Regions from separate parts of the Oryza sativa genome. Here region 2 is linked to region 1. The links are chromatin contacts, called in public HiCAR-type maps. All regions are on one chromosome and are shown on one strand. Each heading gives the region's core, a stretch centred on a gene start, on an enhancer-like site or on the middle of the called end of the contact. The rest is flanking DNA. Distances are from core to core; before and after follow the strand shown. Region 1 holds the start of LOC112936031. Region 2 holds the start of LOC4343801.

Evidence for each region. HiCAR-type assays count read pairs that join an accessible place to other places.
Region 2: a HiCAR-type map of leaf shows a contact between it and region 1, with 2.0 times the contacts expected there. The contact joins the promoter of LOC4343801 here to the promoter of LOC112936031 in region 1. A contact is called at or near these places in 1 of 15 Hi-C or Micro-C datasets (seedling) and 1 of 4 datasets of contacts at active chromatin or transcription factors (leaf).

The regions. Positions count from the first base shown.
Region 1 is chr7:24,466,751-24,469,664 of ASM3414082v1, forward strand. It overlaps LOC112936031, which reads right to left and starts at 1,659. Exons shown (of 2, transcript XM_015789462.3): 1 at 116-1,659. The coding sequence starts at 781. It overlaps LOC4343790, which reads left to right and starts at 1,923. Exons shown (of 5, transcript XM_015789728.2): 1 at 1,923-2,216; 2 at 2,340-2,441. The coding sequence starts at 2,077. It also overlaps LOC4343789.
Region 2 is chr7:24,612,574-24,615,273 of ASM3414082v1, forward strand. It overlaps LOC4343801, which reads left to right and starts at 1,308. Exons shown (of 6, transcript XR_001547227.2): 1 at 1,308-2,029; 2 at 2,697-2,700.

The DNA.
Region 1 (2,914 bases), core at 409-2,908:
AACCCACATGTTCCTCGCCTCATCACCCAATTCTCTAGCGTAATTGTTCATGATACCAGAATACCGACGATGAAATTAAACCAGAAAACCTATAGAATTATATAGAGATTCAAACCTTATCCTTCTCCTGCGAGAGCAGCACGAGCAGGTCCCTCTCCCTCCTGTCCCGCCGGCGCGCGTAGAGCAGCGCTCCCACCACAACGGCCGCGCCCGCCGCCGACCACACGGCGGGCCTCACCGCGGGGCACCCGCACGTCCCGTGCACCATCAGCCCCTCCCGCACGGCCCCGACCCCGGCCGCCCACGCTCGCCTCGCCGCCGCGCGGCACCTCCCCCACCCCCACAGCCACTCCCCATCACCAAATTCATCATCATCATCATCATCATCCTCCTCGCCGTCGTCTTCCTCCCCTTCCTTCGCCGCAGCCTCCTCCGCCTCCCCCTCGACGCCGAGCCCCTCGTGGAGGCGCGGGGGGAAGACGTCGCAGTCGTCGAGGCCGCCGTCGTCCACGGCGGCAGCGCCCACGGCGACGACGGTGGCGGTGGGCGTCACGAGCTCCCAGGCGTCGGTGACGGCGGGGCCAGGCGGGGAGGAAGACGGCATCGAGCCGAGGGATGACGAGGAGAGCGAGAGGGTCAGCGTCTTGGGCTTGAGGAGGAGGTGCGGGTTAGGGGAGGGGAGGAGCAGCGGGTGGAGCGCCGAGTACGGCGATGCCGGCGCGGAGAACGGCGGGGACTGCGGCGCCGACGGCGGCGGCGGCAGCGCTGGCCTCTCGTCCATGGCTGCGGTTGCCGCGGCTCACCGGCGGATTCCGCTTCGATTTGCAGATGGTTTGTTTGGATCTGGATGATCTTTCATGTGGCGCTCGAGATCGATGACGACTGCTGCTGGTTTTCACTCCACCTGTACTGAATGGTCCGAGTTGAAAGGACAGCGATGTGTTTAATCCCAATTCAATTGAAATCTCTAGCATGCATTCAAATCTTATACATATTTCACACGAATTGCAGATTATTAAGAAAGAATTTGATAATTTTTTGAATAAGACGAGTGATCAAACGTTGTAAGAAAAACTTAAAATCCCTTATATTATGGGACGGAGGGAGTATTAATTTGGAATTTCAGATTAATTTGGTTTGTGTTTACATTTAGTCGCGACTAAAATCTTTTTTTTAAGCGTGTTTTCTCGATATCGATATTTTGAGTCTGTTTGACACAGCTCTAGCTCCACCCCTTCTGGAGTTTCCACCTCCACAGCTCAACCAAAACTGGATGGAAGTGGAGCTGGGTAGAGGAAGTGGACCCTGGATGAACTGGATGGAAGTGGACCCTGGGGTACCAAACAAGCCCTTTATTTCAACAAATCTACTAGTAGTACAACTTTCAGGTTAAAGTTTGAATCTAATTTAGTTGAGGTGGGCCATCAATTTTGCTTATAATCAAAATTTAAACTTGATTTGGTTGGGGTGCGCCAGGCCCGGGCGGTAGTGCAACGCCTGGGCGACACGCGAGGGCCCCAGTGGCAAGCCACTGTGGTGGACCCTCCCCCACAAAAAATAAATTTAATATCGAAGTGAACACATGGCCCACATATCAGATATTAAACTGATAAGAACAGATACTACACTTGATCTTAGCCAAAAGGCCGAGAAAGGTATGCTTTGTGACGGAGCCCTGCGACTCATTTTATAGCTCGCGCGACCGCCTCATCGAGCTGAACAAGCGAGGTGGTACTAAACCATCGGGAGGAGCAAAGCAAACGTGGCAACAACGCTCGTACTGTAAGCAGTTTCCCACCAATTGGGCCTCGAAAGTTTCCGTGTGGCCCATCGTCCCCGGCGCGGCCGCGGCCCAACTCCTTCGCGTGGAGGCGGCGACCGCTTCAGCCTCAAAGTCTCGAACCCCTCCGCCGCCGCCGCCTGGCTGCTCGGCCGCTCCTCCGCTTGCTCTCCCTTGCTTCCGAGGGCTCCGCCGCACGGGGTCGTCGCGGCTAGAGGGTGGGCTCGCCGTCGAGGAAGGCGGGGGTGTCTGGCTCATCGAGAACAGTGCCGAGGGGAATCCGGGTTGCGGGGGCGATGGCCATGGCCGCGGCGGAGGCGCGGGTGCGGCAGGAGAAGGTGAAGAAGTTCGAGGACTTCGTCGACCGGAGACTGAAGCCGGACCTTGTGAACACCATCGCGCAGCGGGACAAGGTGTTCCAGCAGCAGAAGACCTTGTAAGATTCGCTTCCCGTAGAATCTTGTATGTAAAACCTCAATGATTATTGTGATTCCGGGTTACCGTGTTGATGCGATGCTGATTATTATGGCCGTTGATTTCGGTTTTTGGATGGTCTCAGCTTGGACTTGAAAAGGAACATCGAAAATTTGGAGAAGAATGGAGTCACCAGTATGCGATCCATGGTCAATCTTGGCTCTGAGGTGTACGCCCAGGCAGAAGTGTAAACCCTCGTCCTCCCTTTACATCTTCAGTTCTGGATAAGACTCAACGAGTTTTGATATAACTTCACTGATGAATTGAGTCACCATGTGTTAACAATATACACTGACGCGGTATATCGGAACAGCTGGATACTACATTATTCAAGTTAAATTTTCTGGAAGTGCACATGCAGTTGATAGACCATTGGCAATGGGATAATGTGGTGTTTCTACATGACTGTGTCGTTTCCATCTAAATAGTGGAAATAGGGTGACAATCCTGGTTGGAAAAATAGTATTAGCATATGGAACATAGTATAACAAACTTATTGATTTTTATTTTTACTGGTTATTCTGATAAAAAAAATATTCTTGGTTATTGACACACTACATAACAAGTAGACTTGGAGTTTGTTCATGTTGATATTTCAAGGTCTTTAGCCTAGCTCTGGAGAGTTTGGATAGTTACAGAAAATCAGTATGAAGTGCAGAA
Region 2 (2,700 bases), core at 58-2,557, 150 kb after region 1:
TAAGATCAACCCAACTGTTTCATGTCATCTCAACCTAAAGGTTGACAGATTTTGTTTGTTTATTGTAATATTTTTGTATAACAAGACCATAAATTAAAGAGATTCATTGTTCATTTTTTGTTTATTTAACTCAGTATTCAACAACGATTTGTTAACGTGATTAATATTTCACTTATTACAAACCCAACAACTTATATAAAGGATGTATACCTTGGGCTTATAAAAGGATTTCTTCATGCAAACAATCCTCACCGCCTCGAAGTAGGCCACTGTGTTGATGTTGAACCAGAAGTCATCCACTCTTCCCTGACTGGTTTTCGATGTCGGCGATGCGGGGGGGGGGGGGGGCGGTAGGAGGCTCTGCACTGGCAGGCGGCAGCAGATCTTGTCCTCGTCGACAAAGCAGACTTGGACGAGGAAAAAAATTCTTGCAGCAGTGTCGCACCATGCCTCATGTGCGACACCGCGTAGACAGCTGACGCATGCATCCAAGCCTTCTTTAGAGTTGAGCCGATGTGTTGAAAGACTCAAAACAACAAACCAAGCCGAAAACTTGGGGAGCCGCTGACCCCCCCCCCTGTCTAGGGATACATCGAGCCATCCTCTTCCCGTCGCACAGCCGCCGGCGGGGGCACCATCATCTCTCCACCCTGAGATCCACTGCCGCCTCCATGCGTATAGCTTTTGCACTTCTCTCCACAGCCTAAAATCCAATCCATCGATTCCAATTTCACGCCTCCAACAGAAGGGAAGAAGACCATGAAAGGGAGAAGATGCCAGATCTGTTGAAGCAGATCTGTTGAAGCGACCTTGAAGGGTGATTCATGGCTTGTCTTTGCAATGTATCTTCTTGAAACTAGATTTGGAATTGACGTTCTCAACAGTCTAGCACATATATAATTCGCAGAAGGGGCGCTGTCGATATATCCACATTACTCACTATCTTAACCTTCTCCAACTATTTTGGCCACTCGGGAGATGGTGTTGTTTCTGAATTTCTGGTGTGAATAAAGCTCTTTGGAAATTTTAGTGGTAATTTGCTGAGTGTTGCTGAAAATGGTGACTTGTTACACAACTTTTTTATTATGCAGGAAAAGAGAAAGGAAAGCTAGCAGCGGCCAGCGGCAATTGAGGAGCTGGAGACTCTGATAGTCTGTCCAGTCCAGGTAGGTGGCCGCACGGCCCGATCACCAGTTCACCAACCACTCCAAGGGCTCCGTGCACACCCCGCTGCATCTCGTCGCAGTATGGGCCTGGGCCGTAATGTGCCGCAGCTAAACTTGCCAGCCCAGCCCGTTCTGATGAGCGCGAGACACTCCAGCCTATCGAGCGGTCACTACTCACTAGCAGTTGGAATTTGGACAGCAGCAGCAGCGGTGAGCGCGGCGGCGGCGGCGGCGGCGACTTGCTCTCCTCCTCCCCACAGTCCAGTTCTTACAGGAGACGAACGCCGGCGAGCCGCCTCCGCCGCAGCTATGGCTTCCAGGACGCTCTCCGTCTCCTCCCTCGCCTCCGCCTTCGCCTCCATCCCCCGCCCCAGGCCCCCTCCTCCGCCTCCATCTCGCATCCGCGCCTCCCCTCTCTCCACCGCCGCCGCCGCCGCCAGTGACGGCGACGCCGCCGACGGGGTCGACACCGTGGAGCAGCTCCTCGTTACGAAGCCCCCCGCCTCCTCCTCCTCCTCCTCCGCGGGAAGGGGCCGGATCGACCGGCTCATGAAGCTGCAGCGTCGCGCGGACGGGGACTTCCCCCCCGGCGGGGCGGGGCGGAGGTGGTTCCCTTACCTGGACGCGTTCCGGGCGGCGGGGGGCGTGGAGCTGACTAGCCGGGAGGTGCTGGAGGTGCTGGAGCCGCACATCATGGAGGCGCGGCGGGAGCGGATCCGCCGCGCCGTCGAGAACCGGAGCTACTCCGTTTGCCTCGTCGTGGAGGGGCTCTCTGACTTCGGGAACGTCTCCGCGGCGTTCCGGTCCGCCGACGCGCTAGGCGTGCAGTCCGTGCACGTCATCTCCTGCGACAACAACAAAAGGTGCAGAGGTGAAACCAAAATGTTTAACTTACTCTTCATGACAGACATTGCTATTGCTCGGTTTGGTTGAGCGAAGTAGCCAAGTAGGGAACTATGAATAGTTGTAGAGAATGAGAATTATACTAATCTATTTGGATGGATGGTTTTAGTTTGATCCCATGAAGAAATTGTTGTTGTGAACTTCTGATAATGCTCAACCATCTAATTTCAGCATACAGTTTGCCAGTTTGCATCTAATAATATTCTAATACACTGAATCTGCAATACCTGATTACCTCAATACTGCATGGTATTATTCTTTTTTTCATTGAGGTGCAAAATAAATGAGAAATATTTTTTGTGACCTGTGCATTTTATTTGTCCATTCAGTAGTTTGTACAAAAATGGCAGAAATACTGACCGGAAGGAAATGATCCCTCATCTAGTCATGTAGTTCTAATATCCAACACAAAGAGAGTGATTCCTTATGCTAAATTTTTTCCTAATTAGACCACTGGATTGGTACTGAAGAACACAGAACATTTTTCTTTCTTATTAGTTTTTTTATACATAAATTCTGATATCTGATTATCTGAATGAAATTATATACGTATTGCATCCTTTAAAATTTGTATATATTTCTCAACTTGCAAGACCATTGAATGAATATACTTCTTAACTATTGCAGGTAT